Linked DNA regions of Mus musculus: all the other regions are linked to region 1. The links are chromatin contacts, called in public ChIA-PET and HiChIP or PLAC-seq maps. All regions are on one chromosome and are shown on one strand. The core of a region is the stretch at or near the end of the contact, and the rest is flanking DNA. Distances in the headings are between cores, read along the strand shown.

What was found. ChIA-PET counts read pairs in DNA pulled down with a chosen protein or histone mark. HiChIP or PLAC-seq counts read pairs in DNA pulled down with a chosen protein or histone mark.
Region 2: an RNA polymerase II ChIA-PET map of memory CD8 T cells shows a contact between it and region 1, with 7 read pairs. The contact joins the promoter of Tnfsf14 here to the promoter of Fem1a in region 1. A contact is called at or near these places in 1 of 39 promoter capture datasets (liver) and 2 of 115 datasets of contacts at active chromatin or transcription factors (bone marrow-derived macrophages and memory CD8 T cells).
Region 3: an RNA polymerase II ChIA-PET map of memory CD8 T cells shows a contact between it and region 1, with 18 read pairs. The contact joins the promoter of Mllt1 here to the promoter of Fem1a in region 1. A contact is called at or near these places in 1 of 39 promoter capture datasets (cranial neural crest), 1 of 115 datasets of contacts at active chromatin or transcription factors (memory CD8 T cells) and 1 of 9 other capture datasets (liver).
Region 4: a contact with region 1 is called in an RNA polymerase II ChIA-PET map of memory CD8 T cells, with 64 read pairs. The contact joins the promoter of Khsrp here to the promoter of Fem1a in region 1. A contact is called at or near these places in 1 of 39 promoter capture datasets (liver), 1 of 484 Hi-C or Micro-C datasets (uterus) and 3 of 115 datasets of contacts at active chromatin or transcription factors (bone marrow-derived macrophages, memory CD8 T cells and pancreatic cancer cells).
Region 5: a contact with region 1 is called in an H3K27ac HiChIP or PLAC-seq map of microglia, with 5 times the contacts expected there. The contact joins the promoter of Dennd1c here to the promoter of Fem1a in region 1. A contact is called at or near these places in 1 of 39 promoter capture datasets (embryonic stem cells) and 1 of 115 datasets of contacts at active chromatin or transcription factors (microglia).
Region 6: a contact with region 1 is called in an RNA polymerase II ChIA-PET map of memory CD8 T cells, with 51 read pairs. The contact joins the promoter of Gtf2f1 here to the promoter of Fem1a in region 1. A contact is called at or near these places in 2 of 39 promoter capture datasets (erythroid cells and liver), 1 of 484 Hi-C or Micro-C datasets (CD8 T cells), 2 of 115 datasets of contacts at active chromatin or transcription factors (memory CD8 T cells and pancreatic cancer cells) and 1 of 9 other capture datasets (adipose tissue).
Region 7: a FOXA1 HiChIP or PLAC-seq map of pancreatic cancer cells shows a contact between it and region 1. The contact joins the promoter of Tnfsf9 here to the promoter of Fem1a in region 1. A contact is called at or near these places in 1 of 39 promoter capture datasets (liver) and 2 of 115 datasets of contacts at active chromatin or transcription factors (memory CD8 T cells and pancreatic cancer cells).

Annotation. Positions count from the first base shown.
Region 1 is chr17:56,255,202-56,258,361 of GRCm38.p6, reverse strand. Fem1a (fem 1 homolog a) reads right to left here and starts at 1,569. Exons shown (of 1, transcript NM_010192.4): 1 at 1-1,569. The coding sequence starts at 1,453.
Region 2 is chr17:57,192,477-57,195,572 of GRCm38.p6, reverse strand. It overlaps Tnfsf14 (tumor necrosis factor (ligand) superfamily, member 14), which reads left to right and starts at 1,392. Exons shown (of 4, transcript NM_019418.3): 1 at 1,392-1,716; 2 at 2,634-2,670; 3 at 2,973-3,014. The coding sequence starts at 1,504.
Region 3 is chr17:56,933,904-56,937,041 of GRCm38.p6, reverse strand. Mllt1 (myeloid/lymphoid or mixed-lineage leukemia; translocated to, 1) reads left to right here and starts at 1,654. Exons shown (of 12, transcript NM_022328.2): 1 at 1,654-1,779. The coding sequence starts at 1,768.
Region 4 is chr17:57,029,983-57,033,388 of GRCm38.p6, reverse strand. Khsrp (KH-type splicing regulatory protein) reads left to right here and starts at 1,882. Exons shown (of 18, transcript NM_010613.3): 1 at 1,882-2,241. The coding sequence starts at 1,990. It overlaps Slc25a41 (solute carrier family 25, member 41), which reads left to right. Exons shown (of 7, transcript NM_175333.3): 7 at 206-617. The coding sequence ends at 393.
Region 5 is chr17:57,076,765-57,080,056 of GRCm38.p6, reverse strand. Dennd1c (DENN/MADD domain containing 1C) reads left to right here and starts at 1,559. Exons shown (of 24, transcript NM_153551.2): 1 at 1,559-1,667; 2 at 3,052-3,116; 3 at 3,196-3,239. The coding sequence starts at 1,651.
Region 6 is chr17:57,009,704-57,012,706 of GRCm38.p6, reverse strand. Gtf2f1 (general transcription factor IIF, polypeptide 1) reads left to right here and starts at 1,419. Exons shown (of 13, transcript NM_133801.2): 1 at 1,419-1,598; 2 at 1,685-1,731; 3 at 2,947-3,003. The coding sequence starts at 1,587. It also overlaps the pseudogene Gm17949.
Region 7 is chr17:57,103,608-57,106,962 of GRCm38.p6, reverse strand. Tnfsf9 (tumor necrosis factor (ligand) superfamily, member 9) reads right to left here and starts at 1,578. Exons shown (of 3, transcript NM_009404.3): 1 at 1,103-1,578; 2 at 677-713. The coding sequence starts at 1,531. It overlaps Gm11110 (predicted gene 11110), which reads left to right and starts at 1,021. Exons shown (of 4, transcript NR_033508.1): 1 at 1,021-1,065.

The DNA of each region.
Region 1 (3,160 bases), core at 320-2,819:
GGAGGATGATGGCAATGGCTTTGGTGAACTGTGCGGAGTCACCCGGTTCCTTGGGCAACTGCAGAGCCCGCTCCACTTCCCGAACCCCTTTGCTGAGCACACCCATGAGGTCGGCAAAGCCAAGCTGCATGCCCAGGTTGCCCTTGGCCGAGCGGTCCTGCAGCACGTAGGAGAAGAGCTCTGCAAACGACAGGAAGCTGCTGGCGGTCATGGGGCTCAGGGGCTCCAAGTTGTTTTGTTGCATGTCCAAGGCATACTTCCACAGACGGATACAGCGCTCGAAATTCCCGGAGTCCGCATAGACAGCACCCCGGTACCGTATGTAGTATGAAGTGTCAGGATGTGAGGGGCCCAAGATTCTCTCCCGTATCAGCAGCGCCTGCATCCGCATTTCATCAGGATCTGTAATGAGGGCTTCCAACTCTTGGGGTGTAGTCACCTCCCTGGAATAGTCATAGGCCAGAACCAGTTGCTGGGGCTCCGGCTTAGGGAGGTAGCCTCCACCCTGGTGACGGAGTTCCATCGCCCTTCTCCAGTGCTTCAGGGCTCCAAGCAGATCCCTTTTCTTATCCACGTAGGTGGCACCCAGCAGCTCCAAAGCTTCCACAGCTGCTTCCCGGCTGGTAGGGCAGCAGCTCTCATACGGTTCTGCTTCTTCTGGGGTGGAGCAGTGGTTTCCTGCCACCTGGGAGGAGCCTTCCCCGGGAAGCTCTGTCCCTGAGAGCTGCTCGTGGCCCGGCTGTTCCTGGATGAGGTACTCCACGATGTTGGTGTGCCCGGTGACGCTGGCGGCCAGCAGCGGGGTCATGCCATAGCCGTCGCGCTCCATGCGCGCGTGGCAGCCCAGCAGCAGCTGTAGGATCTCCAGGCTGCCAGATTCTGCACAGTCGTGCAGGGCGGTGTTGCCCTTGGCGCTGCGCCGGTTCACCTGTGCGCCGCGCTCCAGCAGGTAGCGCGCGATCTCGCGGTGGCCCTTGTAGCAGGAGATCATAAGGCACGTGTGGCCGTGGCGATTGGCCACCTCCAGGTCCGCCTTGTGCTCGCCCACCAGGTAGCGTACCACGTCCAGGTGGCCGTCGAAGCAGGCGGCGCGCAGCGGCGTGGAGTTGGTGCGCGTGGTGCGGTTGACCGAGGCGCCTCGGCGCAGAAGGCTACGCACCACGGCCAGGTGACCCGCGGCCGACGCTGCCCAGAGCGGCGGCGCGCCCTCGATGGTCTCGCCATCGAAGTGCACGGAGCCGCTCGCCTCCACGCTGGCGCCGCAGTGGTCCACCAGATACTCCACCACGTCTAGGTGTCCACGGCGCGCTGCGATTAGCAGTGGCGTGCCACCGCCGGCCACCTCACCCAGCAGCTCCTCCAGCTCCTCACGCCCACGGCCGGCCAGCAGCTTCTGCAGCAGCGGCAGCTTGCCGTCGTGCGCCGCATTGTACACCGCTGTGTGCAGATCCATGCTGGAAGCCTCGCTGCTGGATCTAGCCGGGCCGCCGGTCGCCAGAGACAACCTTCACCTTCTCCCGGGCTGTCATCTTAGCGGGTCTCCGGGAGGAATAAAATGGCCGCCGCGAAGGGGCGAGGACAGAGTGTGCACAGGCATGCTGGGAAATGGAGTCCTATGAGCGATCGCCCGCCGAATGATACTGGAATCAGAAAAGCGAAAAAACTACATTTCCCGAAAGGGATAGGGGGGAACCGGTGACAGGACGGCAATTTCCGCCAAGCAAGGCCAATGGTTAGTGCGATCCTTGGGAAATGTGGTGACATACTTCCTGGTATTGACTCTAAGGCGGAGATTGCCGGCAGCATGTTCTCACTCAGTTCCCAAAAGGACGTCTCTCAAAAGGGTCTCAGTTTTCAATTCCTACCATGCAAGTCTATAAAGTTGTATGTGACCCTGAGTATTTGATGACATACTTCCGGTTACTGTCACTGACACAGACTCTAGACAGGGCAAGAAGTCCGAGCTTTAGCTCGAAGAATACTGGGCGAGGTACCATTGAAAGACTACAGTTCCCATCATGGAAATACACCATGTTTTGAGGGGCTCTGAGCAGCTTGGCCAGGTGATAATGTGCATTCTGTCATTCATGTCAGAATCCACAGGAAAACATGAAGTGGGGGAAAAAGGAATTCGCTTCCCACAGCGCCGTGGGGCACCCGCGAGACGAAATGTAAATAAAAAGCCTCCCTTCGTATCGGGCAAGGCTCGGCGGCCCTTGCGGACGACCCAGGGTAGCGTGGTGCTGTACTTCCGGTTTTCGAGGTCGCGCAGGCAGGAAATGAATGGGCCTCCGCCTCCTTTGCGGACTACATTTCCCAGCGGGCAACAAAGGCAACTCCCAGCCAATCCGGAGCGAGGTGGAAGGCGAAGGGCTTCTACGAAAGGCTTGCTGACCAGCAGGGGGCGCGCGCCGAGTGTAAGATCTTGAGCTGGCAGCGCACCCCAACTCGCCTTTAGCTATTTGCAGAAATGTTAGGCAGTCTCGATTTTCACGTTAGCTTTTCTTTTTCTTTCTTTCTTCTTTTTTTAAGGAGCCACATGCGGGGCTAGAGAGATGGCTCAGTGGTCAAGAGCACTGACTACTTATCCAAAGGACTCTGGTTCAATTCCCAGCACCCACATGGTAGCTCCCAACTGGTCTGTAATTCCAGTTCAAGGGATCTTACACTAATGCACATAAAATAAAATTAAATAAATAAAAAATTTAAAGGCCACATGCTTTCCCTCCATCCGCCAAGGCCAGCAGAGGGCGTCGGGATCTTTGCCGCTGGAGTTACTGGTGGTGTGCGCATCCCTATGGTTGAGAGTCACAGCTGAACCACTGCTCCAGTTCCTCAAGGTCTTTTTAAAGATCAGTTTGAGGTAGGATTTCATGTAGCTCCGGTTGATGTCAATTCCCGGGACCCTCGTGATGGAAGATGAAAACTGATTCCCAAGGGCTGTCCTCTGACATCCATACATGTTCTGTAGCACATGGACACACACAGAGAATAAGAAAAATAAATGTAGTTTAAATTTGTATTATTGTGTGTGCACACACACACCGCAGCACAGGCACAGAGATCTGAGGACAACCCTTGGGAGTCATCCTCTTCCACCGTGTGTGCGTCCTGGGGCTCAAACTCAGGTCATCAGATTTGGCAGCAAGCACCTTTGCTT
Region 2 (3,096 bases), core at 143-2,642, 940 kb before region 1:
TTCCAGGCAGATCCTCTATGGAGTATCAGATACTCCGGGCTGCTGAGTAATTTGCACAGTTCCAGGAATGGACCTGAGTTGGGCAACAGCAAAGAGATGAAGAAACGACAAACACAGACATCCAGGAATCCTGGGGTCATGTGATCTGGGCCTTCTGCACACGAGTTCTCTTAGCACGTTATTATATAGAGTCGAGTGGAGAAGTGGGGTTATTGCCTACCACTGAAAAAGGCAACTTATTACATACAGTTAAGCAAGGAGGCAGGGTTTATATGCACAATGGGATGGGGAAGGCAGGTTGAGTTAGTCTCCATAAGAACTGTCCCTGGAAGGGAGCTATGTTCATGCGTCAGCACTCAAGGGGGAGGATGGTGAACACATTCTACACACACTGGCGACATGCACATCCATGCGTGGACCAGAAGAGAAGGCTATGTTTCCCTCTGGGTCTGAGGCTCTGGAGTTGTTGACAAGCTCATGTCAACAGCACACATCCCTTCAGCACCTCACAGACCTGGGCTTCCTCTGAAGGGCTCTGTTGCTGAGGCAGGTGGATGGGTGGGTCCTGCAGGGGGACAGGAGTCTCAGCAGTACTTCCCCTGGAACCCTGGTTAGAGAAGCCATGAATCAGCAGCGTGGCAGAGCACTGGGGTTCTGTGGTCACAGCATTGCCAGCCCTGTGTCAAGACAAACACTACAGCATGGGGGCCATTGACATTGAGAAGGGGCGCTGGTGAGTCTTCTAACTGAACCCCCAAGTCCTCAGTATCTGGGAGGGTGTCTGATGGGGGTAAGGTCCAAGCTGAAGATTTGGGGACAAGGTGGTATCTGAAAATCTACCCCAGCACCGTCTCCAGTGGACACACATATGAACACATCTGAGGTTCATGTGTGCATGTGCTAATAGATGATAGACACTGTAGTGTGTGTGTGTGTGTGTGTCCATATATGGACCTGCACACACATCAGGAAATGCCTGTGTGCTTGTTCCAGCACTTGCAGACACATATCAGAACATCTACACCTGTGTGCACACATCCACGAACCGTGCATCTGTACAAGCACCTGCACCCATATGCACAGACTAAAGCAAACACAGAGGCCTCTGCTTGTCAGCGCGTGCAAATGCAGGTGCGGTGCAAGATGCTTGCATGGAACCCACAGAAGCTCCTCTGAGGGAAACAAAAGCCACCAAGTACATCGGAGCAGGGGCTGCCCCATCCATCCCACCTGAGTCACATTTTCTGGAAAGTGTGAGCTATGGTGGCCTCAGTGAGAGTGATCGACCGGGGGCTGGGCCTTCTGGGGGCACAGGAAGAAGAGGAGGTACGTGAGGAAAGGGGAGGCACCAGACTTCAGCTTTAAAGTGAGTCCTAGGGGTGACAGGAACCTTTTGCAGTTTGCACAGCCCGAGCGTGTTGGGCAATTGTGGTTTCCTCCGGAGAGGAGGAACTCAGGCTTGCCAACCCTTTCCCTGGGCTTCGGAGCCTCAGCTGCTCTGGCATGGAGAGTGTGGTACAGCCTTCAGTGTTTGTGGTGGATGGACAGACGGACATCCCATTCAGGCGGCTGGAACAGAACCACCGGAGACGGCGCTGTGGCACTGTCCAGGTCAGCCTGGCCCTGGTGCTGCTGCTAGGTGCTGGGCTGGCCACTCAGGGCTGGTTTCTCCTGAGACTGCATCAACGTCTTGGAGACATAGTAGCTCATCTGCCAGTAAGTGGGGCTTGGGGAACCAGCGAGTCTTCTCCAGTACCTGTCCCTTTATGGTTGTGTATTGTGTGCTAGAACCCAGGGCTTCGGTTAGCCTGTCTCTCTGACCCTCAGTCTTCTCATCTTTACATGAGGATCTGATACACGTGCAGTGCCCGGCAGTTTCCTTGGGATTCACCTACTCGGTTGTTGTTTCCAGCCCAAACCTTTGTCCACCACTGGCTTCATGGTCACCCTGCTTCACTCGCAGCTCTCTCATGTGCTTGCTCACTGTTCCTTTCAGACAAGCCATGGGTGTGTCACAGTATGCTCCCGAGTCTTTGCCTATATTTTCTTTTTAAGTTTTTTTTTTTAATTACATTTACTTATTTAGTGTGTAGACATGAAAAAGTATGCATGTGCCGCAGCATGTATGTGGAACACCTCTATGGAATCACTTCTCTGTGCCTTCCTTTGTGGAGGGTCCTAGGGACTGAACTCAGGTAGCCAGGCTTGGCAGCAAGCACTTTTACCGCCTGAGCCCTCTCACCGGCCCTCAACTATCCAAAAACCTCGAAAACAGTTCCGAAACAATTCTAGTCTCAAGCATTTCAGACACTCGACTTGACTAGTTAATTCCTCATCCCAGCACTTGGGCAGGGGAGGCAGAAGACTGAGGGAGTTCAAGGTCATCCTAGGCTATTTAGCAAGTCTGAGGCCAGACTGGGCTACATGAGAGCCTATCTTGGAAATACAACAGATCTAATTAGGTGTGTGCCCCTCCCCCTGCATCTGTGTGTATGTATGTGATATGTGCATGTGTGGCTCTGCATACATGTCCATGGGTGGTGTCTGTGGCCATGGCCAGACAGTCTCATCACCACATACCAGTGAGACTCGGAGCGGCATGTCCTTACCAAACATCCCTGTCTGCATTTCAGGATGGAGGCAAAGGCTCCTGGGAGAAGCTGATACAAGGTGAGTTTGGGCCCCAGTCCCTTTGAAGCAGGTGGAATGGTTTCCGCTCAGCACCTCCCCACACCAACTCTGGGTCATCACCCAGTGTCACATTGTAGGCCTCGCAGGTGCCCCTCCCCCAGGGCCAGAGAAGCAGAAATCTGGGTCCAAAAGGGACAGAGCCTGACACAGGTAGCCTCAATTGATGTGTGAGAAACTTCGGGTACACACACACTGAGACATGCGTGCACACACACACATACACACACACACACACACACACAATCCTCTTTTTGTCTCTAACCTTTGACTCTCTTCCTCAGATCAACGATCTCACCAGGCCAACCCAGCAGCACATCTTACAGGTGAGAGGGACCCCAGATCTTCACACGGAATGGGGTTTAGCATGTCCTGGGAGACTCAGATCTTTATAAGTTAGAGCACTCG
Region 3 (3,138 bases), core at 405-2,904, 680 kb before region 1:
GGGCCTCTCCTCAGTTACATCCGTTTACCTGATCTAGTCTTTCTGAACGATGAGTGAGCCTCAGTCATCGTTAGGGCTAGTTAAACCACTGGTGGCATAGCACCTTTACTCCATGAACAAGGGAGGGCTTTCTCACCACTATCTTGAGGTCACAGTCTTACTGCCTCCACCTCCAAGTGTAGGGGCTTGGTCTGGTACTGCTTGTATTTAGGTGCTAAATTCTGTATCCCAAGGTCTAGTTGCCCCCAAGGAGGAGATCCTCACATACCCCAAGTGATGCTACGTATGTAACCTAGCCTCCCAAGTCAATTAGTCAATAAAAGGCTAAAGCCTGTGACTGGGCAATAGATAGAGGTAGGCAGGTTTTCAGTTACCTGGCTGGAGGTTGCAGGTAGAGAAAGGAGACTAAGAAAGACAGGGAAACTGGAGGAGGCCGCCACGAGAGGAGATGGACCATAAGCATGTGGCCAGGAAAAACAGCACGTCACAAGGGACACATGGGCAGGGATGTAAGTTAGAATAGCTCCAAACTAGTTCCAAACTAGAATAGCTGCACAACCTAGACTTACGGTTTGTAAATAAAATACCTGGATTGTGTGTGTGTCTTTTATTCAGGTTAGCAAAAATTTGTATTGCCTTTTATATCCAAGTTCTAGGATGATAGACATGTATCTCTGCACTTGGCTTATAGAGTCTTGAGGCTAGAACCCAGGGCTTCATCGTTCTAGCAGAGTGCTCTACCAATTATGCCCCAGCCTTGGCCTTCAAGTAAAAAAGTGAAAACAGAGCTGTGGGTGTAGTTCAATGGCGGGAGCCCTGAGTTCAATCCCCAGTTGTCAGTATCCACAGTCTACGGTTGACTACTGACTACCGTTCCTTTCCCTGCGTTGAATGAATGAGACCGCTGATCATTTAGAATGGCTCCGTTTCAGATGTGCACTGTAACAACCACAGAAAGAAGAACCACCTCCGACAAGTTTTTTTGTTTGTTTTTGTTTTTTAAAAGCTTACATTTTAAATGGTGCGTGTCTGTGTGCGAGCGCTAGCACCTGTGTGCAGTGCTTGAGAAGGCCAGAAGAGGTCACTGAAGTCACAGGCTGGTTTTTTACAGATGCACAACCCTAGCCTTTGCAAGGAGAAGTGGGCTGAACCCGCTGGCTTTACAGGATCCAGACCGGTAAACTAACCACCGGCGCTGTCACGCAGGAGCACCGAACATCGCCAGCGCTCCCTCCCTCCGCAGGGCTCGAACTTAAACTCTTAGGGCCTTTTTAGGGACGTCCCCTCTAGAGCCGCTCCCGGGGCGCAGTGCGCAGGCACCGCGCCACGGCCTGGCCCAACCCCTCCACGTGCGGCGCACACCTCGCGCCGCTCAGCAGAGCTCGCCTCGCGCCTCCTTCACTCCCTCCGCCCGCCCCCCTGCGGCGCCGGCTTTCTATTGGCTGACGGCTTCGTCGTTCTGACTGTCGCCCGGCGGGCCCCCACCAGCCCGGAAGTCCCGCCCCACGCGCGGGTCTCTGGCCTTCTGACAGGCTCGGAGGCTTGTCCATCGGCGAGGCCGGGCCCGAGTCGGCGGCTGGGGGCCCGCGGTCGCTGAGCCGCCCGGGCTGGCGGCGGTTTCCGGTTCAGCGCGGCTGGCGGGCGGGCGGGCGGCCCGGAACGGCGGCGGCGGCGGTGCGGCCCCCGACAGACAATGAGAGCGGCGGGGCGTTGCTGAGCGGCGGCAGCGAGAGCGACGCGGGCCCGGGGGCGGGGCGGGCGCCAGTCATGGACAATCAGGTAAGAAGCCTCCGCCCGGGACTGGCCTCCCGCTGCCCTGCGCGGCGTTGTGGCCGGCCCTGCGCGCACACCGCCCCGTGGGCACCGAGTTTGCGCGCGCCCACCCGGATGGGCCCTTCTCCAGCCACTGCGACCCCGGGGCGTCCTTCCCCCATCGCCATCTCGGGATGCCCCTCCTCCACTGTGACCCACGTACCCCTCCCCCATCGCGACCCCAGGTCTGGTGCAGAACCCTTTGGGATCTAACTCAGCACCCCAGTGCCACCCACTCCACACTGGGGAATTCTCTGCCAGCGTAGTGTATCCACACCGCCGCGGCATCTTGAGGGACTCAGCCTGGCTCAGAGCCCCGTGAGACACCCCTTAGAATCCCGGAGTACCCCCTGGGCATCATACAGGAGCTCAGGGCTTCAACACCTTAGGAACTCCATCTCATTCCAGAGTCCCCGGAGGCGCCCCTTAGGAATCCAGTTTACACACAGACTCCTGAAGTGTTTATCAGGATCCCAGGGATTTAGCGCCCTGGGCATCATCACAGCCTGGAACCCTTTGGGATTCCCCTTAGAGCCTTGGTACTACCTTAGCACCCTGGGGATCTCCCGCCTGGTCCACAGCTCTCCAGGAAGACTTTTGGAATCCTATAGCCACTCACAGCACCATGGGGATCCCGTCCTGGCCCCACATCCCCTGGGAAATCATTTAGAATCCCAGTAGAGAATGGAACCCATTGGGATTACAAAGCCACCCAGTCTAGCCGGGAACTCACGTCCCTTATGAATCCAAATCTAGCCAGACTCCCTTCAGAACTCCAGTACACCCCACAGCTCCTGGCATCCTTGTATGGCCCAGAATCTTTGGAAACATGTCTCAGAACTTAAGTGGGTCTTCCAGCCCCTGTGGTCCCTAGCATGAATCAGACTCTGTGGAGAGTCTACACAGAGTCCCCACAGACAGGGCTAGTAACTTTAGGATGCCCCCCCTACATATCCTCTTAGATGCTACACCACCCCAAATAGGGCCTGAGCCTCAATCTTTTTTTGGAAGATTCCTTCTTCCTGGGCCCATGACCCCAAATCTCCCCAAACTCCAGGGAATACCCCCCCCCCAACCAGGTGCTAGCTTCAGGTCTGTTTTGAATGCTCTCTGCCCAGCCACACCCTCTCTCCATCTAAGACACTCACTTCAGTTCACTTTTCCCAGCCTCTTGGGTAGCCTGCCTCCTCTACCTCTTCCCCTCATGTCACCCAGCTCTGTACCATGTGAGCTCCTCCCCATCTTCTTTAGATTCCCCTCACCCAGGGTCACATCCTCCCCCTTCCCTTCCAAAGACGGAACTTCCAGGGGTACCAGTCCTGGGAA
Region 4 (3,406 bases), core at 633-3,132, 770 kb before region 1:
GCAAGGGAATCAAGAGTTCAAAGCTAGCCTCAGCTACATATGGAGTTCTAGGCCAATCTGCACCATATGATACCATGTCAACATACATACATACATATATAACAATAACCAAATGATCTCTACAACATTCCCTCAGTGTGATCAGATCCTTCACAGTGAATCTCACATCATACCCAGTGCTGACCTTGTCTATGTCTATCCCCAGACACTGTGGAGGGCTCCAACCCCACCATGCAGGGAGTCTTCAAGAGGATACTGAGCCAGCAGGGCTGGCCGGGGCTGTACAGAGGCATGACACCCACTTTACTGAAGGTGTTGCCAGCAGGCGGCATCAGCTACCTGGTGTATGAAGCCATGAAGAAAACCCTGGGTGTACAAGTCCTGAGCAGATGACCTGCCCTGAACAAGAAGAGAATGGAAGACCCAGTGTCCCTGAGTCTCAAAAAGCACTCCAAGGCTCAGGCTTTAAGGCCATTTTGGTTTGCAAAAACCACCCAGGACTCGGATTAGAAAAGCGCTGGGAGTCCTCCAATTGGGATTCTGAGTTGGGATTCCAGCCGGGTTTTTGCAGGCTTGTTCAAGAGAAGATGCAGACAATGAATAAAGATAGTTTTGGACGTCTGTGTCTGAGATTAGCTGGTTCTGGGTGGGAGCTGGGAGATGGGGTGTATCGTCTAGGGTGCTTGCCTAGCATTTATGAGATCCTAAGTTCAACCCCCACCCTGACGACTTGGGGATCAGGAGGACCTGAGATTTTGGGGTCCAGGCTAGGAGCTCTAGGGGTCTTGAACTCCGGTAAATGGACCTGGGACTTCTGGGCCCAGGGTGGCAACTGGAAGTTTGGACTCCTGTGGGAACTTGGGGTTCCTTCTTAGTCCAGGGTTGGGAGCAGGAGACTTGGACCCCTGTGGGGGGCCTGGGTCGAGGTTGGGAATAGGCTTGAAGTTTGAGGAGTTGGTGTCATGAGTCTTGGAAGTGAAGGTCCTTTGAGGGAAAATCTTCACCCAATTTCGGGCCACCACTCCCCCCACCCCCCAAGGCTTCGGGCAGGCCACGGGCAAGGCCTCCCCAAGCCAGGCTACTGGGGCGCTGACTTAAGGTCCTGCCCATAGTTCCGGCTGCTGAGCACTACCTCCCACGTCCTCTGCCACTCACTTCTGCTCCCACTAATCCGCTCCTGCCGCCTGGTAGCGGGTTCCACCCCAATGCAGATGCGCTTTCACTGGCTCTCAGCAAGCGGGCACTATTACTTCTGTTACTGCTATTTGTCCACAGAGGGGTCAATCATTGAACGCTTGCCCTTGTCGCTCAGCCATTGGCTCAGAAGTCAGAGGACAAGGATTCTGAGAAAAGTCACGTCCAAATCCAAGCGCATCCTCCAAAATGCTTCGGGGACTGGATCAAATGACTGCCAATCTTAGCAAGCACCGCCTCCTAAGTGTATTCATTAGCTGGTGTTGACGACTATCTTGCCGAGCGCCCGCCCAGCTCATCCCAGAGAATTTTCATAGGCTCCGCCCTCAAGGCCACGTGACTGATCAGAGCCGTCACTCTCATCCTAGAGCCGCCCCGAGAAGGTGGAACTCGCGCTTCATTGGGCCTCCTGACTTCTCGCGTGACTTCCAATTGCCCGCCCAGCGCCAGCAGCCCTGGGCTTATTGAGTCCTATCTTCGTCAGTCACACCGCGCCTCCCGCCCCCTGCATCTTCCGAAGCTCTGACTGGTCGCCCGGATTTACGGCCCACGATTGGCGGGCGTAGAGTGGTAGCCGTATACTACTGGCTGTTCCTCGGCGTCCGTCAAGCCGGTGGCGGGAGGAGGTGCCCCTCTTCCCCCTCCGCGACCCCCCCTCCCCGTCGCCTTCCCAGCCGCTGGCTTCCCATCGTGCTCCGCGGCCGTGTGGAGCGAGGCCTTGTTCCCGCGTTGAGCCGCCGCCGCCTCCGCCTCCTCAGCTTGAAGCCTCCGCACCAAGCCCGTCCCCGCCGCGCCATGTCGGACTACAACACCGGAGGTCCCCCGCCCGGCCCGCCGCCTCCCGCTGGCGGCGGAGGGGGAGCCGCGGGTGCGGGAGGAGGCCCTCCGCCGGGCCCGCCGGGCGCGGGAGACCGGGGCGGCGGAGGCCCTGGCGGCGGCGGCCCGGGTGGAGGAGGCGCGTCCGGGGGCCCCTCACAGCCTCCCGGTGGCGGCGGCCCTGGGATCCGCAAGGACGCCTTCGCCGACGCCGTGCAGCGGGCCCGCCAGGTGAGGGGGCCGCGAGGGCGCGTGCGCGCGCGCGGGGGAGGGGGCAGCGGCGCGCGCGGGGTCGCGGGAGGGTCACGTGGGCGGCGGGCTCGGGGCGGGGAGTCTGGGGCCGTCACGGTGTGAGGGTGACCCTCTGCGTGCGTGTAGTTAAGGGTGCGTTGAAGGGGGGATCTCCGAAAACTAGACTTTGCACTGGACGGTTTCTCTTGGGTACCAGGGCTTGCAGCCTTTGGGGTCCCTGAGACCCACCCCTGTACTTGCACCAGGTCTTCTCTATTAGGAGGGTTGCAGCTTTGGAGTTCCCACGATTTTTTTCCTGGGTGTACTAGAGGATTCCTCTAGGACCCATAAAGGTTGCAGTCTGGGACAGTGTCCCCAAGAGCCACCCCCCGAGCTTGCACCCGTTATTTCCATTCAAGATATAGGGTTTGCATTCTGAGGACCACTCTAAAGTCCAAGACTGTTTGTGATTTGGAGAGGTCTCCTAGTTTTCCAAAGGCCTGAGCTTGAATGTTATGAGGATGTCCCCAAGAATCACTCCTGGGTTTTCACTTAGGCACCCCCTTAGGACCCATGGGGTTCTAGAAACTGAGGCAGATCTGTAAGAGCAATTCCTGAGTTCATGAAGGATGGGGTCAGAGATGCTGTGAGACCCCTCTTTGAACCCTTGGAGTCTTAGGGTCCCCAAGGGCTTCTCAGGGTTTGTAAAGTTGCATCGCAGGATGGTAGGAGACCGCTATTCAGAGACCTGAGGGTTCAGAATATATTAGTTCCCAAGACGGAGTCCTAGGTTTGCACAGGGACTGAGCTTGGCCGTATACTTAGAAAGTGGGGGGGACCCATCTTAGCACACATTTGCACCCGCCCAGAAATTCAACTCCCTTTTAGAGGATCTTGCTTTACACACCATTACTCCTATTTTCAAGTCAAAACAGGTCCCCTGGCCCATTTCTGTACCTTCCCTAGGAAGGGATTTGGTAAGGGGTTGGGAGAGTTCTTTCTGATGAAGAGAGGACCGACCCTTTGTTAGAGAGCCTGGGCTTTGGGATGAGGTGGGGAAGGTGGACACGGGATCCTGCTTTTTACTGTTTGAATTCAAAAGTATTGTCTGTCTTTGGGAACATGCCTTGTTTTGATGACCGCATTTAAGAGTGTTATGTGCTGG
Region 5 (3,292 bases), core at 310-2,809, 820 kb before region 1:
TGTTTGATTTAGTTTCTTCTCTGAGTGCAGCTAGGGAGTGGAGGGGCCCACCAGCCACTGAAGATCAGCTCCTGGAGTGGTGGGGTACAGGGATTGCAGAGCCAAACAGACCAGGCTAGACCAGAGCAACTCTGTAGTGTAAGATAAGCCACTTGCACACCAGGAACATGCATACTGGGGCCACAGTCTGTACTTTGGAAAGATGGACCTGAAGGTCACTGGATCTCCCCCATCCCGTCCCCCCCCCCTTTCCAGTGTGGCCACACTGAATCACTGAATGCATCTTCTGCATTTTGTTTGGTTTGGGTTTTGGTGTTTTTGAGACAGGATCTCCCTATGTAGAGAGTTCCAGGTTGTCCTGGGACTCACCGTGTAGCCCAAGCTGGCCCTAAACTCACAGAGCTCTGCCTGCCTCTGCCTCCTGAGAGCTAGGATTAAAGGTGTAGCTGATTGGCTTCTCAAGGATGGGTAGCCACGCTTAAGACTTCTTTTTTTTTTTTAATTTTTTTCAGTATAATATTGATTTTATTTCTAATTGTGTGAATGGGTATCTAGAAGCCAGAGGCTTCAGATCCACTGGAGCTGAAGTTGTGAACCACCCATGTGGTGTTTCACTTACATCCTGTGTGTCTTAATTAGGGTCTCCATTGCTGAGAAGAAACACCATGGCCAAGGCAACTCTTATAAAGGACAACATTTAATTAGGGCTGGCTTACAGGATCAGAGGTTCAGTCCATTATCATCAAGGTGGGAGCATGGCAGCATCCAGGCAGACATGGTTCAGGAGAAGGAGCCAAGAGTTCTACATCTTGATCCGAAGACAGTCAGGAGAAGACTGTCTTTTTTCAGGCAGCTAGGAGAAAGGTCTCAAAGCCCACACCCTCAGTGACACAGCTCCAGGAGTTCAACAAGGCCACACCTACTCCAATAAGACCACACCTCCTAATAGTGCCATTCTCTGGGCCAAGCATATTCAAGCCACCACACTGTACAATAGCAGTACATGCACTTAACTATGGAACTATGTCTCCAATCCCTGAAGCTAACTTCTTGGGGTACAGATGGAACCCTAAATTTGGTAATACCCGGGCCTGTCTGCCTGTCTTCAGTCAATTCTGTGACCTCTCTCAGTGTGCGTGTGGGGGAGTGTCTGTGTGTGCCCATGTGCTCACCTTACCTGGGTTCTGAGCCTCTCCTGCATTTCCATCAGGATTCCTGTGTGACTCCAGCGATCAACCTCTGTCAGCCTCTTTTGCTCTTCAGTGCAGCTGCCCCTTGTAAATGAAACCAAGAAGCAACACAGGGAAATGATGGGGGTGATCTTCACAGGCTTTCAATACCCAGGGGACTCAGAAAGAAAGGGCCTGGGTGTGGCCATGGGGACCATAAGGGTGAAGCTAGACTTCCCAACCTGGCCCTGTTTCCCATAGACCCTGTCCCCACCTAGGCTGTGAAGCCAGGACGCCTGAGTTCCTCACAGAGGGTGGGGGCGGGGGCCTCCTTTGGCTGGGACGTCACCCTGTTAAACTTCCTCTCTCAGCCACACAGGAAACTGAGCAGATCAGGGGCCCAGCCCCAAGCAAACACAGGCTCCCCCAGCCCCAGAAGCACTAGGGGAAAGGGCCCAGCTGGGCCAGCCCTGCAGAGACCATGGGATCCACAGAGACGTAAGAGCTGTCTTCCCTCCATCCTGTGCAGCGAGATTGCCAGACCTGAGCCGGGGTGGGGTTGGGGGAGGGCAAAAAACAAAAAAACTGGGGCTACAGCAGGGGAGGGCCCAGGAAGCACAGCTACCCACTGACCAGAGGGGCTTCTAGGGACCTGATCAGGCCATTCTCTTCAATTTTCCTGGCTCTAGATCTGTGTAATGAAACCAGGGACTTTAGGAGTATGACGCTCCAGTAAGGGTGGGGTTTTTAGGAAGGTGATTTCCAGGAGGGGATAGTCAGTGGTAAGGTGTGAAGGGTATGGTGGGAAACTGTCTGTCAACCTTAGTGGGGGACTCATGGGTGTCTGTGTCCGTACAACAATGAGATGCTTCAGGTGCTCATGTCAGGGTGGTGTGTGTAACCAGATGGGATATGGTATCAGCAAGACAGACACTTCCCTTGGTTTCTGAAAGCTAAGGCCTCAGCATCTTCTGCTAGATGCAGTAGACAGCAGGGAAGAGCAGGCTGTGGGGCTTGCAGTTCAGTGCCAAGACACCTTGCTCTTCTTTCTCTGCTGAGTGTGGGCCGCACAAAAATCTCCCAGAGACACAAGGACAAGCCATAAATATGCTCAAAGGCACAGGGAAAGAAGAGATAGGACTCACATGATACACACCTGAGACTCTGCCGTTCTACCCCACAGATTCAAGAGACAGGCACCAGAAAGAATCATAAGTATGTTCTTTTTATCCAAGTGCTTGTTACAGGCAGACACACTGTCACAGGCATGCCTTTATCTCTGACTCCTCTTGCTACCTTTTCTCTGTCTCTGTCTCTGTCTCTGTTTCTCTCTCTTCCTCCCTCCCTAACTCTCTGTCTCTCTGTTTCTGTGTCTCTCTGTGTCTGTGTCTCTCTGTGTCTCTCTGTGTCTCTGTGTCTCTCTGTGTCTCTGTGTCTCTCTGTGTCTCTGTCTCTGTCTCTCTCTGTCTCTCTCTGTCTCTCTCTGTCTCTCTCTGTCTCTCTCTCTCTCTCTCTCTCTCTCTTGGTCTGTCTGTCTCCCCCTGCCTTCTCTCTCCTCTCTGTCTCTAGCCCTCTCTTTAGAAACAGGGTCTCAGTATGTAGTTCTGACTAGCCTGGAACTCCTATGTAGATCAAGCAAGCCTTGAACTCACAGAGATCTACCTGCCTTTGCCTGGGGGTTAAGGGTACAGCCACCATGGCTTTCTCTCTTTTTCCTTCTCTTCTCTGACCCCGTACTTCAGCAGCATTCACACCTGGCTCCACCCCTCAGGGGGCCCACACCAACACACCTAGTTACACACGAGACAGGGAACAGGAAAACAGAAGCACACAGATACAGACTCAGAACACACACAAGCTAAAGCCCCCTCACGGTCCACAGAAGGCATCCCCCTGCCATGTTTGACTGGTTCTTTGAAGCTGGCTGCCCCAACTCCCTGGAAGAGGGTAAGTTAGGAGACCTGGGGCTGGAGAGATGGGAGGGAGGGTGTGAGGCCGCAAGCTCAGCAGCTGGCCCTCCCTACAGATCCCCCCATCCTGCGGCAGTTCCCTCCAGACTTCCAGGAGCAGGTAGGTATTCCGAAGGCATCCCAGGGCTGGTCCAGCAGAGGGAGGGGGCCATG
Region 6 (3,003 bases), core at 170-2,669, 750 kb before region 1:
CCAGCTCCACATGGTAGAAGCCGTATTTCAGAGCCATGTTTCTGCACTGGGTCCCTTTCCCGCAGCCGGGCCCCCCCACCACGAAGATGATCAGGGGATACCTCAGGATATCTATGGTGTTCAGGGAAGAAAGATGGTACTAGTGCAAGTCTATAAGAAATCCTGGACTCACGTTGAAGCATCCCCCTGTGGGGATTTTCCTGAGCCATTTGCACAGACCTCCATGAAGTGCCTTAGTGACTCCATCACCCCATTTTACAGATAAAGAAGAGGGCCCTCAAACTCACCCAGTAGCACCCTGCTCCGCCCACCATGCGGTCCTTTCTATGCTGCCTGCTTGTGCCTCTAGTCACACAACCTCTGAGTTGGGATAAGACCTCTCTGCCCTTTCCTCTCCTCCGCAGTCAGCCCTCGTTCTTTGTCCCTTTCAGTTCACTTTGGTCTTCCTAGCCAGCCTCTGTAACTTAAGGCGCACTCCCTGAAGGCGGAGAAATGAATGCCTCCCCTACTAGACACATCTGTGGAGTCAGTTGTTTATGCAAAGACAGTCATGGAATCAGCCTATCTCATTCCTCTCAAGTTCAATGCCTGTGCCTCCCTTGCCCCTCTGCTTAACCAACTCCTTTGCATCCCGTAGGCTCCCTTTCTCTGATTTGTCCCCAGAGAATAGTACTTTCCATTTCCGACACTGGCTCCTCTACTCAAGTTATATGCCAAAGGCATCAACCAACAGTGAGGTGGGAGCATGCGCAGATGCGTTCCTTCCGTGCAGGGGTTGGTGTACACCCCCAGGTAGTGGGGATACTTGCCCATCTCCCCCTTTCGTTGGCCCATGTAAACCAACCACCCCACGTCGTTACCCTTCTCCTGGGGCCTCAAAGCTCTGCCCAGCTGGGGCAGCGTGGACTCGCACAGACCCATCCCGCCCGCAATGCCGGGGTACGCTGGGGCCCTGTCTCCACCCTGCACCGAGTCCCCGGCTCCGCTCTACGTCACAAGGGACTCATTTTGCAAGATCCTCGGGATCCCCATATCCCAGGACACAGAAAACTGAACCTCAGACCCGCCCCAGAAGAGCCGAAGAAGCCACCCCACAGAGTGGGCCTCGGTTGCCATGGCAACTCGGCCTCCGTTCCCGCTTCTTGGACACATTTACGCTTGCGCAAGAGGATCGAGTTCGCGTCTACCAGGAGACTCCATTTCCACCCTACCCAGGATGCTCCGCGGTGCCTGCGTCGTGACGTCACGACGGGCGTGTCTACACGTGACTTTTCCGTGGTATATAAACAGAGAACGCCGCCAAAAGGTGGCTTTCTCTCCGAAGCTGGTGATCTAGAGTAGTTACAGCGGCTGCGCTCTTCTCGGTGTGGCAGCTCAACTTCCGGGTCAGGCTCTAACGCATGCGCAGAGAGTTAGGTCTCTTTTTCTCGTCTTCCAGCATTCTCCGAGACTTAAGGATTTGGAAATCCAAAGCACAGCATCACACTAACGTGACAACCAGGAAAGGTGCCTTCCCTTTCCTGGAGCCGAGGGACACAACGAAGTTCATCCCGTCAGGCCGACCGGGAGCAGCTTGAGCAACGGCCATGGCGGCTCTAGTGAGTATGAATGAGGTGGGGACAGAGGTGTCGCAGAACAGACCCCGCGCCCTCTCCTCGCCTTACAGACCCCTGCTCTCTTGCAGGGCTCCAGCAGCCAGAATGTCACCGAGTACGTCGTCCGAGTCCCCAAGTAAGTCCCCGTCCACCCACACTCCAGAACCTCGGCCCTGTGTTCCCCTGCCACCCCGTCCAAGACACAGTAACAGTTACCCCTTGGTAGTTAATGTCAGGGGTCGGTGACTTTGCCCTGAGTCAGACGGGTCAGGTCAGACATGGTGACTGCCTTTAATCTCAGCACTTGGGAAGCAGATGTAAGAGAATTTCTGTGAGTTCGCAGCCAGCCAGGTCTGTATAGTGAGTTCCAGGACAGCCAGGGCTACATAGTCGGGTCCTGTCCCAAAATAAAAGAAAACCCCAAACTGGTCACAGGTGGTATACATCCTGTTTTTTTGTGCCAAGTGCCATGTCCCTCAACTTCTAACTTTATTTTAGGTGGGTACATGCTAGGCAAGTACTCCACCACCGAGCCACACCCAGCCCCCTCTTAAGTTTTGTTTATTTTGAAGACAAGAGTCTTACTGTGTAGTTCAGATGGTTTGATCAGGCTGGCTTTGAACCCACTCAGATCCATTAAGACCCTTGCCTGCCTGCCCTTCTTTCTACATAGGGGTCCTCCGCACTTTTGGTTCCTTTTTTCTTTTTTTCTCTTTTGGTTTTTCGAGACAGGGTTTCTCTGTGTAGCCCTGGCTGTCCTGGAACTCACCTTGTAGACCAGGCTGGCCTCGAACTCAGAAATCCACCTGCCTCTGCCTCCCAAGTGCTGGGATTAAAGGCATGTGCCAACTCTGCCTGGTGGTCCCTTTGTTTCTTGAAGATTTAATTTATTATCTATGTGTATGAATGTTCTCTCTTGTCTCTCCTCTCTCACTCTCGCTCTTGCTCTCGCTCTCACTCTTTCTGTATGTGATGCTGTAAGAGAGCCTAGTGTCTGTGGATCTTTATCTGATGGGGTTGGGTTGGATGAGATGGATCTTGATTCTTTAAAACAAAACAAAACAAAACCCCTGAAAAACTAGAGCGTGGTTCTCAACTTGCAGGTTGCCTAAGACCATCGGAAAACACAGATATTTACATGACCATTTATAGCTTACAGTTGTGAACTAAACAAAAATAATTTTATGATTGGGTCACCGCAGCATGAGGAGATGTATTAGAGGGTCAGAGCTTTAGAACCATTGCTCTGGAGTCTTTTATGAGTTCCCAGAATTACCTACAACCAAGGGTGTAAAGCATAGATTTGTTGAATGAATAATCAATAGATTGAATAGTTTCTTGCCCATTCCAGGAACACAGCCAAAAGATACAACATAATGGCTTTTAATGCAGCCGATAAAGTCAACTT
Region 7 (3,355 bases), core at 329-2,828, 850 kb before region 1:
AGGAGACAAAACAGAAGAAAAGGAGGGAGGGGCCACCCAGAAGGGATACAATTTAAGAAAGTGGTTGTGGAATAAGAACGAGGCAAAGGGGCGAGGGTCTAGAGTGTTAAGAGCGGAGATGCACATGGACTCCTGGAAGGAGCTGAGTAAAGGGGCCACAAGAGGGGAAGGGGGAGAGGAGAAAAGAAGAGAGAGAAATCAGAGGAGTAAGAGAGGGATGAACAAAACTGGGAGAGAGGTGGGATATGGAGAGTGCAGGAAGAGAGTCATCTCTGAGGGCAAATAATTTGACAACTAAGACTTGACAGGGAGAGACTAGGGCTCGGGCTCAATAGGGTGCCTGAAGCCCAAAGGCATTCATTTATCCCAGCCCATTGGAGGTGTTGGCAGCAGGGCGGCCAGCCTCAGCTACATAATGAATTTGGAGGAAGCCTGGGCTACATGGGAGGGATAGAGGAAGGAAAAGAGAAAAGGAGATCTCCCAGAGTCAGCTGGGGGTGAGAATTCTCAATTCTCTGAAAACCTGGATGGGGTCCCAAGGATGACAGTTGGAGCTGTGACAGCAAGTGAGAAAGGCTGAGTAAGTGAGGGAGAGGGACATGACTAGAAGGTTGAACAGGTCCCCTTGTTCAACCTCCCTGCGGGACCCGCTGGAAATAAATCAGGGGGCACTCACGGTTTTTAGCCAGTAGCTTGGCGAACACAGGAGAGCCCTGGGAAGAAAGAAAAATAAAGGTAGATGGTACCTTACATCCTAAAGAAGCAGATAGGAACTCATACGGCCCAGCACACATTGGGGCGTCCAACTTTGGATGGAGAAGGAGAGCCCTGAAGGCCTAAGTGGGACTGAAGGGAACTGCGGTGCACCCTCGGGAGTTCTCCCCCAGGTTTCATAGGTTCATTCAAGGGGTCAAGACGCAAAGGGATTTCCTCTGAGTGCGAGATGGAGAGGGGGTGCTTCAAGCGGAGTAGCAGGAGCAGAGCGAGGCGGGGCGGGGCGGGGCGGGGCGGGGGTGGGGAGGAAGTGCTGTTCTCTCCCTGTCGGTGCAGCGATGCTTCCAGAAGGTAAGAAAGAGTCCCCTAGGGATGAGATGAGCCTCACCTGTTGTGTAGTGTTGGGGCAGCCAATGTGGGAAACAGGGGTGACCTGGTCTGCATTATTCTCTCGGGTACCCAGGTTGGGCGAGGTGGTGATTGTGAGCGCTGGCCGAGGCTCGGTGCGGGTGAAGATAGGAACACAGGCGGCGATCAGAAGCAGCAAAACCAAAGCGACTAGGCCATAGAGCTTTGGGTGGCGGGAACAGAAGTTCAGTGCAGGCGGCCACGCGGCCTCGCGATCCCGAACATTAACCGCAGGGTAGGCAGCATCCGTGGGGAGCGCGGCATTTGTGGGGCGCACAGTATCTGAGAGGAGCGCAGCGTCCGCGAGGAGCCCGGTATCTCTGAGGAGCGCCGCATCCGAGGGGCACGAAGTACCTGCTGGATGTCTGGCATCCGCGGTATCCTCCACATCAAGTGTGTGCTGGTCCATTACCACGGTCGGTCAGTGCACGTCTCCCGCCAGTGCCCGTGCTTTATAGGCTACCGAGGCGCCTTTTCCGGGGAGGGAAGGGAGGGAGGGCAGCCGCGGGGTTCCCGGGCTCCGCGCTCCGCCCCTCGACTCCCGGAACTTTCTCTCCTCCTCCCCCCTTCCCCTCCCCCTTCTCGCCCCTTTCCCCTTCCCTGTCCAGGCCCTGTGCCCGCCCGTCCTTCTTCCCTTTTTGTGTGTGTGTGTGTGTGTGTGTGTGTGTGTGTGTGTGTGTGTGTGTTTGATTTGGTTTAACACTGACACATTAAAGAGCTTTTTATATGATGGGAACCATGTGATATCGGAATCCATTCCCTCCCTGGCCTCTCCTGAATCCACAGCTCTGTCTCCCTTCTTTTTCTGTGTTCCCCACTGGTAGGTTATTTCTCCGCTGCTGATTTTCATTCCTGTTTTTCTGTCTCTCAAACTTCTGTCTCTCTCCTGATCTCTCCTGCTCCCTTTTTCTTCCAACCCCTAGCTCCCCATCCCTGGGACGCCCTAAATGCAGGGGGTTTTGTTGTTGTTTTGTTTTGTTTTGTTTTGTTTTTTGTTGTTGTTGTTTTGTCGAGGACTCTAGGGACATCCAAAACTGCCCACCCATCCCCAGCGGAATCAAAGAGACCTGCTAGGCACCCACTCACTCAGCCTCTTCCTCCCCAGGACCCCATCTCTACCCTGGGCCTTTCCTGGTGTGTCCCCACCCACTTTCTTGGGGCTTCCTGTTAGTAGTCTCTTAGGACTCCAGAAACAGAAGGCTGGAGAGTCCAGATAGAGAAATTCCCCCAGGCAGCGGACACATTTCCAATTTCCCATTCTTTCACTGTTCTTGCCTGAGGTAGAGGCAAAAGGGGGGGGCGCAGAGAAGACCCCCCAAAAGAGGAACTGAGAGATGACTGGCTCTGGGCAAACCTTGGAGACAGACTCCTCAATGTTCTGATCTGGTTAGATCTGCTGAGATGGCTCAGCCAGTAATAGTATAATCACAAGCCTGGTGGCCTGAGTTCAGTCCTCAGGACCTACATGGTGGGAAGAAAGAACTGACACCCAGAAATTTGTCCTGAAAGTGCCCTTTGACCACGACATGCATACCATCAGTAAACATAATTAAAAAAAAAAAAAGTACTGATATAACCAGACCATTTATCTCAGCAGGAAACAACAAGCTATAAAATGGGGAGTTGTTTGTTTCTACATAGGGTCTGGTCTTCGCCTTGCAGCCCTCCAACTCACTAGACAGCCTAGGATGACTCTGAACTTCTGACCCTCCCCAGTATATTGGGATACAGACACAGACAGGCATACACCCTCAAATCCAGCTTCTTCTGTGTTGGGGAAGGAGCGCAAAGCCTCGAGCTTACTGGGCCAAGATTCTTACAACAGAGACCCAGCCCAGGCCCCACCTGCTTTTTTTCCATACTGGGCATGGAACCTACTGAGCTCCCAGCCTGGGAGACGTGCACGGAGCCCCCTCTGGAGACACCAGCCACCCCTTCCTTCTGTTTTATTCCACATCAACTTCCCCTGGGAATTACAGGAAAACCCCAGCTTGGGGTCAGGGGAGAGGTGGGGGAGGTGGGACATTAAAATGACACAAAAGACACTTGGGTGATCTAGAAATTGAAGGTTCCACCCAAGGAGCAGCTGCAGGGCACCAGCGGTGACTCAGCTGTGGGAACTCTGGCCCTCACGCAGACAGTGGTCCAACCTCTCTCTGCTGGACACACACTGCTCAGAGTCAGCCCACACCTACATGACTCTCACGAAAAGGGACCCCTCAATGCCTGGACT